Linked DNA regions of Zea mays: region 2 is linked to region 1. The links are chromatin contacts, called in public Hi-C maps. All regions are on one chromosome and are shown on one strand. Each heading gives the region's core, a stretch centred on a gene start, on an enhancer-like site or on the middle of the called end of the contact. The rest is flanking DNA. Distances are from core to core; before and after follow the strand shown.

Region 1 (7,049 bases), core at 2,897-5,396:
GATCAGTTCTCAAGGAAGGGCACCAGGGCAACAGATATTCCGAGTACACAGCAGGATTAGCAAGTAGAGGTCATTTTCGCTTGGTGCGGAAGCTTAAGCCATGAGAATGTAGCAAAACTCAGACAACGTAGCGGTAGGTGATGTATCTTCCAGCAGTCTCACTGGCTCTTGTGATCTTCACGACCTGCCCACGCTTCATCCCATAGTATCTTGCTATCGGGTCTGTAATCTGAATCCGGGGCAGCTGCATCATAGATAGTTTGATATCATCAGAACACAAAGCATCGTCCAAAACATATGAGCAGAGCCTTGTTATTAGACATGTAAAGTTAGATGAAAGTAAGACAATGCAAGCAACTAGGCGAAAGGGGTTGCCTATACAAAACTGGTTGCCTATAGAAAAAAAACAACAAACAAATGAGATCAGTAGTATGGGCAGAACCAGGACTAGAAGGAAATTGGCTACTGATTAAGATACATCACTTTGGTTAAAAACTAAGCTACAGCATAAGATTTTATTTGATAGAAAGGTCTAATGAAAACATTGGACCATGAGAGGGCAGAGGCAGGGCCATTGCTACTGCAAGTCACCCCTAGTTTCACCATTGGTCAGTACTGTTTCATTGTCAACGTTATGGCAGAATAGCCTCTATCATCCAGGGCCGTTCCTGAGACGGTGCCGGAGGTGCAGGCCCCCGAGGATAGAGGGCCCCAAAATACTTGTCATCTTATAGACTTGAAAGCATCGAATTTATATTTATCATCTTATATACTTTAAAGCGTCGATTTGAAATTTATTTCATTGGACGTTCAATAATATGTGCTTATAATTATAAATATACACAATATATACACACACCTTGGTCGATGGGCCCTCTATAATGGATTTCGCCTCAGGCCCCCCAAAAGTCAGGAACGGATTCATCCCTACAGCTTGACTGGATGCTCAATCTAGTCCCTGAGGTTTTGGTTTGTCTATTCTGATCCCTGAACGATTTTCTTTGGTCCAAAATAGCACGGATTCATCCCTACAGCTTGACTGGATGCTCAATCTAGTCCCTGAGGTTTTGGTTTGTCCATTCTGATCCCTGAACGATTTTCTTTGGTCCAAAATAGCGCTTGGGATGACATGGAGTTGGAGCTCCATGTGTGCAGATAACTCAACACTAAGTCATAAACTGTATGCAGAATGTTCTTGTCCCTACGAAATCTACAGACAGGAGAAATAAACCTAAGCTAAAAACACTTTAGTTCTTTTTCTTTTTAAAAGTTTCATCTGCTACTGCTGCTAGAGCCAGACAAGCTGCACGCCGTACTCCTACCCTGTGGTCATTTGTTTTGATGGCCTCCTCTGTACACCCATGTTCTTATATACCAAGAAAATTGGGCAAAAGATGCAGATTGAAGCAGCAAATGGGGATACAGATGTCTAGACACAATAATGGTGACAATTGTTCAAATAAGTGCAGTATACAGATTGCTGGGGTTCAAACATATCTTGTTCATACCATTACCCAACTATAGATAATTAGATAGGCTATCATATTTATTTTCCAAATGATTATATAGCATAGAAGGTTATCAGATTAACATTCTATATACCTGTTAAGTGTGCAGACATCACAACAGTACACATGCGGCTAGTGGCCAGACTCTTGAGTTATCTTGTAGATGTGATGTCCATGTCATCACAGGGATTATTTTAGAGAAAGAAGATAGCTCAAGGAAGCGACTCAAGGAAGTGGACCAATAGAAACTTCACTTTCAGAGGCTGAATTGAGACTCTCGTGAAACTCCAAGGACAATAGTTGTTATTCCGCTTAACATTATCTAAATTAACAATATGCAGTGGAATCAGTTATCAGTCAAACTAGTACTAATAACATCTGAAAGCATAATTTTCCAAATACAAATTTGCTTAACTTGTTTAAACTAACACTGAGTTTAAAAATATATTCCTGCCTCAACAGATTTTTTTACTACCACTATAGTGCCTCCCATTCTCACCTATTTTTAGCTCGTATTGTAGTGCTACAGATCAAGGTTTTAAAGTCAACTAGTCGACTCAGCATCGATAAGGTGATTAATCGTGATTAGTCGTCGATTTACTCATATATATATATATATATATATATATATATATATATATATATATATATATATATATTATATGTATATATATATAGCTGTAGCAGGACTGGAATACAGCAGTACACTATAGCTGTAGCAGGACAGCAGTACACTGATTTCACTAAAAGGTAAGAGGAGGACAGGCACGCACTGGAGAGAGGGGAGGCTCTGCAGCCGCCGCGCAATGGAGGGGAGGCAGCTGACGGTCAAGCAGAGGGCCACCGGAGCATAGCAGGGCGGCAGGGATGAAGTGTTCCGTATTGGTACAAGTAGGGTAAAACCGTGTTTGTGTTGTACAGATGGTGGGTCGACCCATGTAACAGAGACCAGATTAGTGGTCCAAAACAAGCATAACTAGTCGACCATAATACCTAGTCAGACGACTAATCACGATTAGTCGGCGACTAGGACGACTAATCGCTTCCTAGTTGCTCTAGTCGAGTCGGACTGTCAGAGACCCTAATCGAGCTTCCTCTAGCGATAAGGCCGACTAATCGTGACTAGTCAGACGACTTTAAAACCTTGCTTCAGATAACAATTTGCATAATATAGTTTATCATTCTTCTTTACTTAAAGTTTGAAATTATACACAATTCTTGTTATATAGTAGTTAACAGTCCTAATCTGCAATGAAATTAACTGCAGTAACAAAAATAATAAGGCTAGCTATGGTCTGACATTCATTTCACAATTTGGGTAAACAAATAGGAAGCCAAGTTGAAAATTGTGCATCCCATGGGTCTATTCTTATATCGCAAGGCTAATTAAACGTTTAAACTTATATACCAGACCAGTGCTTTCAATTTCTCTCCTCATAGTTTACCAATTAACACATATCACATGCTCTTTTGGCTGTTTATATGATAACTACTGCACACTGTCAATTTGGCCTGAACACATTCACATTGACAGTTCTCAATGTGGTAAGTAACTAAAAAATCAAATGGACATTTATGTGTTTTGTCAGTTCCTTATATTACGGTATGTACCTAAAATCAAACGGCATTCGTGCTAACAAGCTACAGCATGCAAACAAGCTGAAAATGGTTTGATACTCAGCAACTTATTGCTTCAGAAAAATTATGGGAGGGCAATTACTTTCCAATATGCAGATCCAGGTGTAGTTTCATGCAATCACTGTACATAAAACCTTAACCCAAATAATTGAACACACACAAAAATAGAAACATTATGCTCATATAGAAACAAACATGCCAGGGTACTCTGAGGAAAGAATAAGCAAAATTATTCGACCTGGGTTTCCTTCACGGTGTACCGCTCTAGAAGAGTCTTCTTGTCTTCCGGTGTCAGGAGCACATGCTCTGGCACTAGGACATGGTCCTTAATGTTGACAAGAAGCTCAGCTTCCTGAACAGCATCGCAATAAGCGTCAGCCACAGTTTTCGCAAGGAGCAGCGCACATACTGACATAGAGATATGCCAATGCAATGAGGTAAAGAGAAATTAGAGTGTGGACCTGGAAGACCTCGAGGTGGTACTTCTGGGAGACCTCCTGAACGGCGCTGCGTGCGAAGGCGCTGAGCGCCTGCTGCACGACGAGTATGCCGGCGAAGACGTTCTCGTTCTTCATCTTCTCGACGTAGTTCCTGATTGTCTTCACCCCGGGCTTTGCCTCATTAGGAAAGAACACGTAGATCTGCAGGGGTAACGCACGGCTAGGGTTACGCCGAGGCGGCGGCGGCGGCGTAAGAGGGAGCAGGGGATCAGGATGAGACCTGGTCCGATGGGCCGTTCAACTTTGTGGCGTTGAAGGTGAGCTCGTCACGGCGGACGGGGTTGCCGTAGCGTTCGATGAACTTGTGCCTTTCGAGCTTGATTTGTTCGTCGCGGACACCGTATCCGCGGTCGCGCAGCATCTCATACACCGTGCGGCGGATGCGGAAGAGCCGGCTTATCTCGTCGTCCGGCGACGCCATCCCCCTCCGTTCCCTCTCCTTTCAGCTAGTCCCGGTGGAACTGGAAAGGTTATTTTAGAGCGATAGAGCGGCGCCGGCGCGGACGAAGGCGGAAGTTTGGCGGTGGCAAGTAGGGTTTGGCGGGTTGGGAGAAAGGCAATAGATGCCTTTCCGTGCACATGAGATGAGACTATGAGAGAATGTTTTGTTTGGGAGTACGGTGGGAGTGTGGGACCAAGCTGTTCGACTCTCAGTTTGACAGTGTTTGGACTTTGGATTGGTTTTATAGAAGGAAAGTGGTGTTTACTCTAGAGACATTTGAGGTGCCTCAAGTGAGTTTAAAAAAAATCGTGGAGCCGTATCTCCGTGAAAAGACGTTTCTGGCTCGTAATCCAAGTAGTAATAGACGTCTCACTTTACACTCACTTCACACTGTACGAATTCGTCGTCTGTTCTATCGATTCGATGATATACAAGCACATTTACTTCTCTATTTATTAGTGTACTACATTTATAGACACTCCATTGTATATTAGAGTCTCTTAGTTTTCTCTTGTGCTTGGAAAACCATTTTTGTGTAACTCCACTATACATGCCCTTATGCTTAAATGTTGAACTATTTAGCTCTCTAAAATCTCTGAGAAGGAGTCGCTCCCTTGCATAGAGCCGTTTTATTCCAATTAACTCAGGAACCATACACTACCTATAATAAGCTAAAGTAAGCGAGGCGTAAGATATGTCACATCAGATTTATATTAATACTAGCGAGGTACTCGTGCGTTACTATAGTTTCTATTTATGTTTATATATAGAATATAAAACACAAAGACATGTGTTCTATTGGTTAAGTGAGCGTGAATGTGTTTTAGAGCCAACAATCATAATTCAAATATTCATTATGCATATTTTTTGTATTTTTACTATTTAAACACAAAGGAGCACAACTATGGAGAAGCCATAGAAACTGATGTTTTAATATAGTAGAGTTTTTTTTATTTCAACTACCATAACTACCAATCATTCTCGCTTTTTTTTCTTTTAATCCAATACAAAGAATTATTTTGCAACAAGTAATAGACAATTTTTAATTGTAATTATTTTAATGATATACATAAATAATATTGCTAACAAAAACATAATACTGGATAGAACCTCGTATTACCATAGTCAAATTCAAGTCCAAATAGTACTCCATCCAGTCCTAAAGCAAAAGGTCGTTTTGGACAAGATTTAAATTAAATATATAAAACTTTGACTACAAATAACAATTTTCTTATTTAGTTTTGAAATCTAATAGTCATATATATTAATTTATTATAAAAAATACTTTTGCAAAAGTATGAATATATTAAAAGTTTATTTGTATTTTAAAAAACATTGCCTAAAGCTATATTTTAGAGATCTAGAATTTCATTATATGGTATATCATCTAAAAGTTTTATATGTATTCGATCCAACATCTAGAACAACTTTTACATAGTAAATTTTAAATTTGAATGTTAAGTTAAACAATACAAAATAAGTCTTAAGTAAGTTAAAGATATTAATAAATTATAATATAAATAGATTATAAGTCATGATGATAGTTTATATTTTACAACCCAACCAAATTATTTGGCCCGTGTACACCAATCATTACCCTCAAAGCCTTAGATGGATATGTAAGTGAACCAGATAACTTGGGATGCCAAGTTTCGATGAACTCGTTTATTATCAAGGATGATCCACCCATGATTGAGAACATTACAATAATCATTCATCTTAAAATAAGAACGTAAGTAAAAACATAGGAGATGGAGTGGAAGATTTTATAATAGGATAATGAACATTAGCAAGCTTTAAGTTTACAAAACCAATGAGTGTTTGTTATTACATGCCTGCGGTAGAGTTAAAGTGCTAACTTATATGAAAGGGAAATGGCCTCGATCATTTCCTATAATCGATTTTGGTGTTTGACGACTATACAAACTTTATGGACTAATTAGTTTGCCTAGTTGATCTTTTCTCAGGTACATAAAGTTCATATACATCTATAAGGAAAACAGGACACTTGGCCAATTCTATAAATACGGGGCAAGTCAGACTTGCACCAGCCTATGGCGCACCGGGCTGTCTGGTGTGCACCAGACAGTGTCTGGTGCCTAGGCTAGCGCACCCAACGAACAGGCCGCTCTCGAGAAAATGCAGCGCTTCACGGCTAAAATTCACCGGACTGTCTGGTGTGTCACAGGACTGTCCAGTGAGCCCACGAGCAACTGTCGACTTCACCAACTGTTGACTACCACCGCAGTCTGAAGCGTCAGAAGGCCAGAAACAGTCAGCGACGTCAGGTCGCACCGGATTGTTCGATGCGCCACAAGGACAGGCGAATTCAACAGTCAACTGCTCCAAACTCTAACGTTCAGCTAACGTGGCAGGCACCGGACAATGAATAGTGCAGCATCCGATACGCACCGAACTGTCCGGTATGTCCGTCGACAGAAAGCCTAGCCAACGGCTAGAATAGTGGTTGGGGCTATAAATACCCCCAACCACCACCATTCAAAGCATCCAATCTTTCCACTCTTCACACTCAATACAAGAACAAAGAATTCATTCTAAAGACACATTCAAAGCTTCCAATCCTCTCCAAGTCCCACAATTAAGACAAGTGATCAATAGTGATTAGTGACTTGAGAGAGTGAGATTTGTATTTCATTTGTTGCTCTTGTTACTTGGTTGTGCTTTCTTCATCTCCTTCTGAACTCTCTAAATGATTTGTAAAGCTAACAAGAGACACATAAGTGTGTGGTGATCCTTGCAGTGTCTTTGTGACCCTTGAGATTAAGAAGAAGCACTCAACCGGTCTAGGTGATCGATTCAGAGAGGGAAAGGGTTGAAAAAGACTCAGCCTTCGTGGCCTCCTCAATGGGGAGTAGGTTCATTGGAACTGAACCTCAGGAAATAAATCGTCGTGTTCATTTGTGTTGATCATCACCATTCGATTTTGTTTCTTCCCTCTCC
Region 2 (7,049 bases), core at 2,851-5,350, 140 kb before region 1:
TTATGTTGTTTTGGTTCACGTTTTACGCTGAAATCCGCCTGAACTCCCACGCACGATCAGCTCCATATCTTCTGTTCCGATATATACGGTAACTTCCAGCTTCGTGGGCGCGCTAATCACGGTGGTGTGTGGACCCACCTGAACGAACTAATGAAAAGTTAGTTGTCGCTCTCATGTTATGCAAGTCTGAACCATTAAATATGCTAGCATAAACATGAGTAGGAACCAACTACCCGACCAACGAACACGACGCTGACCCACCTTCGTACATCCCAACTCGACCCCACCACGTGCACACCTTCTGTTTACACAAAATATAACACATGTTTACACATGCATAAACGTGCCCCACAATCACGCGGACGCACGCGCCCCACTGGCCCGACCTGACCACGCGCGTGACCACTACCTTGGCTAGGGCTTCCCATATCTATCGGAAGCCCAGGGCTTCTATTACCAATAGCCTATATATATGGTGTATTTATATCAACTATAAGAGCTTGTATGATACAAATCAAATATGATGGAAATTGTTAGTTGTCAATGCTTAAATCACTTATTAATGAAAACAATCTAGTTCAAGCAGAATAGAATAGTGCAAATGAAAATGATATTCATTATATGCTTAATTATAATTTGAAGCAAAACAAGATGATTGCTTGAGAAAGTGAAAATGGCAATGAAACGTCTTCAAGGCACTGAGTAAGCGTAAAGGGCAAGCAATGGCTTGGGGGACCATAGAACCTAGATAAGGTGGAAAAGAAATAGACTTACATTTACTTGATGTACTAATCAAGATATTAAAAGTTACACTAATATCAAGGATCAAATCAAATGATGAAAGTGACATGAAACCTTCAACAGAAATCACATGTTGAAGGTTGACATGCTCAAAGATAGAAGTGTTTAAGACCCTCAATTATGCATGGTCAATGTGGTAAGCAAATGGATGAATGATAGCTCAAGTGGAGGATAATTTTTATATTTAATTCTTGAGTATAGGTGTCATTGGGATGTGACAACATAGAAAATTAGAGACACACTCAAAGAGGGCATAGACCTGGGACTGCTAGAATATAGTGTCAACACGACATGTACAATGTAGAGAGGTTTAGGCCTCTTAAGTGTACCCTACATCCTTTGTGTGCTAGATGATTAGATGCGAGTACCGATAGAGCTTACATACTTAGATGATGTTCGAGCTAGCCAGTGAGAATAGCCCTAGCTTCCACGTGCAATGTTTATCGAGCGACAGAGCGAGCCTGATTGCCCTCTAGCCTTCACGCCCAGAGAGAAGCCTAAGAGAGAATAAGACATTTCAATGTTTCTCTATGCCTCCCTTTTAATATCACAAGGTACAAGAGAGTTATATCCCTACATGGACAACAATCCCTACCTACCATAGGTCCAACTAGTCCTATCTTATTATAGTTGTTGTACCGTACAAAGAGGGTGCCTCTCGTGTGCCATAGTGGCGAGTGTGACATGTCACAGTGGAAGGTATGATTGCCCATGCCAACAAGTATGATATAGTTAGTAGCTTATGAAGGCACATATATTGCATAGTGCTTGCGGATACACCTACGACCTTAGGTGTGGCTACAATGATGACTTTGATCACAACATTGCTCTTCGTGATAAATGTGATGGATGGACTCATCACCATGTGCTACTGACCTGGTTTGGGGTGCACACGTTGCCAGTGCTTCTTATGACCATCATACACTTTTTATTTGATCTCTCCTACTTTATGCGTTTGAGGTCATATGCCATTATCAAGTCAACATTATTTTCTACCTCAGACACTCCTTCTGTTGCCAACACCAGGCCAATCGGATTTGGATTGTCAATGAGATAGTCTATCTCTGTTAAAGCCAAGGTCATATTTATCTTGTCCCTCTAAGAGGGATAATTGGTGCCTTTTAGTAGCTCTAGTCAAGAGACAACAATTAGGACATTTTATCTTAGACACTGATGCTATATAAATAAACAAACCTAAATTAGCATGCATGCAAAATTCAATGTTGGTTTAAAGTAAAATGCATAATACTAATAATTACTCTAGTTTTAAAACACCTTTATACAAAATTAGAACAAAACAACAATTTTAAATAGCTTAGCATCAACATCCTTCAATATTTTCAAATTAAATATTTGTAGCAAAAAACTTAACTAAACTTTTAAACTTAAAACTCAGAACATATTAACTTTATTTTTCGCAGTAAGCATAAATCTAAAACAATGCTCAAAACAATGTGCACATGTTTGTTTTTATTCGAAAACTAGCCCACCAGCTTGCCATCCTACTCCTCTCCCCATGCACGCACTAGGCCACAACCTAGCCCTAAGCCGCCAAACCCTTGTCTCATCTACGCTGAAACAATTGCAATGCTTCTGCGCTACCAGATCTGATCTGACAGCCAACATTCATCTAGGGTACGTATAAAAGACGCCTTTTTCGGTTCGCATGGGGAACCCTAAATCATTTTTTCACTATAGTACTCTCTCTCCCTCTCCCGTTCTCGATCCCATCCATGAGTGTATTCCCTCTTCTTCCACCTTCCTCTGATCTCTAGTAATATTAAAAGATCAGGATGGAACGTTGGTGCCATCTAGTTATCTACGGGCTCCCTCACTGATGCACATGCTCACCCAAGGGCAAGCGTGTCACCATCGAGTGGCCTCTCGATGATGCACTAAGACCCTCGCACACCGTTATGCACAAGACCAGCACCCGCACCATCATCTTCTATGTCCAACAACGACTAAGTTAAGTCTTACTACCTCTCTTTCTCAATGCGTGCTTAGGATGGGAAGTTAGGGTTTCATGAAATTGTGGAGAACCGGATAAGGGTTCAACCTCTCTTTCTTCTGCTTGCTTTCTTAATGGATGAATCCGAGTCATAAGGGATTTTTGCTCGCATTCATCCCTGCAAAGGCTGTGAACATATAGAATTATGATCTAAGCCTAAACCATGCCTCAATACCATTGTTAAACTAAACACACCATGCTCATAAACTCTTGGTGTTGGACGCGAACGCCTTTAGGGCAATGAGAGTCAAAGTCCAAGATACTGAGATGACGATGACGGTCTTCCCTTCACGTACCATGTAGAGATAAATCATATCTCTAGAGTTTTGTTTGAGAGAGGTGGTACGATAAACGCTCGTTCACATGTCAACTCACTTTCCTATTTTTGGTGTGAAAGAGGGTCACGACTATAAAGTTGTTGTGCTCCCGATGGAGACGTTAGAGGCGAGTTTGGTTCAATCACTTGACCGAAGTGGGTGAGACCAATCTGACCATATGGAGTGAAGTTATATACCTGTCACTTATTTATGAAAATTTTGTTCAAACAATAACATTTGGTTCAACACTAAATGAAGGACCTAGTCCAGGAAACAAACTATATCGTTCTAAAATCATATTTCCTTGGTAATGAGATCCTCTACGGTTAACTCCACTGCAGTCCGATCTAGATTTGATCCTATACGTCAGCAACCCAACTACAGAGGTAGCGGATCTGCTTCCGTTTCCTTGCCTCAACAATTCCCTACTGTTTAATCTATCAATGATGCTGTTTCTCTTATTTTGTGGACGATTTGTATTTTGTTAGGATTCTATTTCTACAGACCGTATCAGTCTAGTAGAAATAACAAAATCCCTACCAAATGGAAATTGTTTCTGGAGAGAAAGAGATCCCTACCAAGTGATCCTGTCATTATAAGAGTTATGAGAACAGTAAAAAAATCTTGGATCCATCTAGAAAGAAATAATACTAATACATTTCACCTGAGAATCGGAATCAATGTCTCTCAAAAAACGTCTTTTTTTTGGAAAACAGAATCCTTGTCTTCTAAAATGTCCGAAAAAATGAGTTGAATTACCCTTTATTCACCTCGCTCGGGCGACCACCGTGGGCCGTGGCCTGGCAGCCTGCACGGCCCAGACGATGGTCAGCCCACCTCACCTAGCCCAATCAGACAACCATTCGTTTCCATCGCGTCGTCCCCCCTGCCCCGCTGGTCGCTGCTCCGCCTCGTTTCCCGCTGCCATCTCGGCGACCACACAGCGCAGTCGACGCACGACCCGTCCCAATCCAGACCAGCCGTCCAACGGCCCCACTAGAGCGAGAGCCTAGCGCCGCTCAGCGCACACGCCGCGCCAGTCTGCCCTCCCCATCCACTCCACCTGTCCACCATCACCCCCGCCCGGCCGCCCGCAACAAAGCACGCAGTCTCCCAACTGGTCAAACCGCTCCCCCCACCGGCCCACCCCCACCCCACCCCCACCGTACCCCGTCCCCAATCCGCGTGCATCCGTCCACCATGCCTCCTCCCATCCTCCTGCCCCCGATCTTCCTCCTCTTCCTCGTCGCCCCTTTGGCGGCGCCGCAGCCCGCGCCGGGATCGGCGGCGGCGCCGCAGGAGGACGACCTGCGCTGCCTCCGAGGCGTTAAGCACGACCTCGCCGACCCCAACGAGCGTCTCGCAGACTGGGACTTCAAGAACACCTCGGGCGGCGCTGTCTGCAATTACAACGGCATCGGCTGCTGGAACCTGCAGGAGTCCCGCGTCCTCTCGCTCTCGCTCTCCGGGTTCGGCCTCGTCGGCTCCATCCCCTCCTCGCTCCAGTACTGCCGCGCCGCCACCACGCTCGACCTCTCCAGCAACGCGCTCGTCGGCACAATCCTGCCAGCCCTCTGCGACTGGCTCCCCTTCCTCGTCACCCTCGACCTCTCCTCCAACCAGCTCAATGGCCCAATTCCCGCCGAGCTCGCCAACTGCCGCTTCCTCAACTCGCTCAGGCTCTCCGGGAACCAGCTCTCCGGCCAGATCCCCGCCTCCCTCGCGCGGCTCGACCGACTCAAGTCGCTCGACCTCTCGGGGAACAAGCTCGACGGCCAGATCCCGTCCCAGCTCGGCGACAACTTCCCCATGGACTCCTTCTCCGGGAACTCGGGCCTCTGCGGCCGCCCCGTATCCTCTCGCTGCGGCCGCGGGCTGGGGAGCACCGGCCTTGGCATCGTCATAGCCGCGGGAGTCTTCGGCGCCGCCGCCTCGTTGCTCCTCGCCTACTTCTTCTGGCGGTGCACCGGGAAGGGCAAAGGAGGCCGCCGCCGCCACAGGCGCGGCACCAGCGAGTCGGGCGGTGGGGAAGACGGGAGCTGGTGGACCGAGAGGCTGCGGGCGGCGCACAACCGCCTGGTCCCGGTCTCGCTGTTCCAGAAGCCCATCGTGAAGGTCAAGCTCGCTGACCTGATGGCCGCCACCCATGACTTCAGCACTAGCCACATCGTGGTCGCCGGGAGCTCGCGGGCGGGGACAGCTTACCGAGCTGTGCTACGGGACGGGTCTGCACTGACGGTCAAGCGCCTGCACTCGTGCCCACTTTCGGAGAAGGCGTTCAGGGCAGAGATGGGTCGGATGGGGCAGCTGCGGCATCCTAACATCGTGCCACTGCTGGGCTTCTGTGTTGTCGAGGACGAGAGGCTGCTGGTGTATAAGCATATGGAGAGTGGGGCTCTTTCATCGGTGATGAAGAAGCCAGGGGAAGCGCCGCTGGATTGGGCAACGCGACTTAGGATCGCCGTGGGGGCAGCAAGGGGGCTTGCGTGGCTGCACCATGGGTTCCAGGTTCCGCAGATTCACCAGAATTTGAGCTCGAGTGCAGTGCTTCTCGACGAGGATTATGATGCTCGGATCACGGATGTTGGGCTCACAAGGTTGGTCCGGATGGCGCCTGGCGAGGGTGGTGATACCAGTCCTTTCCTGAACGGGGACTTTGGGGAGTTTGGCTATGTTGCTCCAGAGTATGCTAGCAATCCAGTTGGTACGATGAAAGGCGATGCGTATGCATTTGGGGTGATATTGTTTGAGCTTGTTAGCGGGCAGGAGGCTGCTGCTGTGGTTACTGACGTGACGGGTGAAGGATTCAAGGGGACATTGGTGGACTGGGTTAACCAGCTCAAGGCTTCTGGTCGAATCAGTGATGCTATTGATAAACCATTGCGTGGAAAGGGCCATGAGGCAGAGATTCAGGAGTTCTTGAAGATAGCTTTTGCTTGCACCCAGCCCCGTGTGACGGAGAGGCATTCAATGTATCGGGTTTTCCACGCTCTGAAGAGCATCGGAGAGGGCTGCGATGTCACGGAGCAGTTTGATGAGTTCCCATTGGCCTATAACAAGGATGATTCAGACGCTATTTAGCTGATGATGCTGATTGCCAATTCGATTGTGGAAATGTTTGGTCAGGCTTATTGATGATATATATATTTAGCCTTGCTATGGACAGACCGGAAGCATAAATGAGTGATAAGAGAACAATATCGAGGCACCAAATCTAGCGCCGGATGCCGGGTGGTCAATTACATCGTTGCATCGACAGGGGATGTGATAACCATGTAAGCTGTAATATCAGTTTACAATTCTGTATGTTGTTTTAAAGTTACTGTTAGTGCCTGTAGTATCTGTGTGGAACTGCAATTCTTGATGGCCAAAATCCTAGTGTCACCTTTCGAAGTTCCTTCTTGGAACAACCAGCATGTTGTTCAGTCATTGGATTGGCACTCAATGTTTCATTACCTTCTTGGAAACTTATAGCAGGGTCCTGGGTAGTTAAAAATGTTCTAATGTCTCTTTAGCTTATACCTTCTTGGAAACTTAAGCTTTCAAAGGGTATGCTATACACATCTGGGCCTTGGAACATCTCCTGGTCTTTGCTCTATATTCTAAAAGCTCTCTATTTGGAAGCATCAGCTATAGGGGAATGGAACTTTCAACATCACCTTTCTGTACTATAGTTCTTTCAGCTGTTTTTCTAAGCTGGTGGTATACCGGTGGAGTCTTATGTAGCCGTCTGTCTTGGTTTATTTTAGCAGTCTAGTTTTCTTTGATTTGAAAGTCAGCTCTCTGTGACAAAACAAAGGATAATCAATCCCTGCGCACATGACAATCCAGATATAATTGTCACCATCATCCACAGCTAAATCCTAAATTTGACTTCACCAGTGATAGCGAGGGCCACTCGGTGCATTGACTAGTCTGTT

What was found. Hi-C and Micro-C count contacts between places; a contact is called where the count stands out from the background.
Region 2: a contact with region 1 is called in a Hi-C map of ear, with 1.8 times the contacts expected there. The contact joins the promoter of LOC103646296 here to the promoter of LOC100193880 in region 1. A contact is called at or near these places in 4 of 25 Hi-C or Micro-C datasets (bundle sheath, ear and leaf).

Annotation. Positions count from the first base shown.
Region 1 is chr2:37,449,199-37,456,247 of Zm-B73-REFERENCE-NAM-5.0, reverse strand. It overlaps LOC100193880 (DNA-directed RNA polymerases II and IV subunit 5A), which reads right to left and starts at 4,146. Exons shown (of 4, transcript NM_001138957.1): 1 at 3,867-4,146; 2 at 3,608-3,787; 3 at 3,385-3,498; 4 at 26-244. The coding sequence starts at 4,067. The coding sequence ends at 119.
Region 2 is chr2:37,590,206-37,597,254 of Zm-B73-REFERENCE-NAM-5.0, reverse strand. LOC103646296 (probable inactive receptor kinase At1g27190) reads left to right here and starts at 4,100. Exons shown (of 1, transcript XM_008671024.4): 1 at 4,100-6,727. The coding sequence starts at 4,330. The coding sequence ends at 6,210.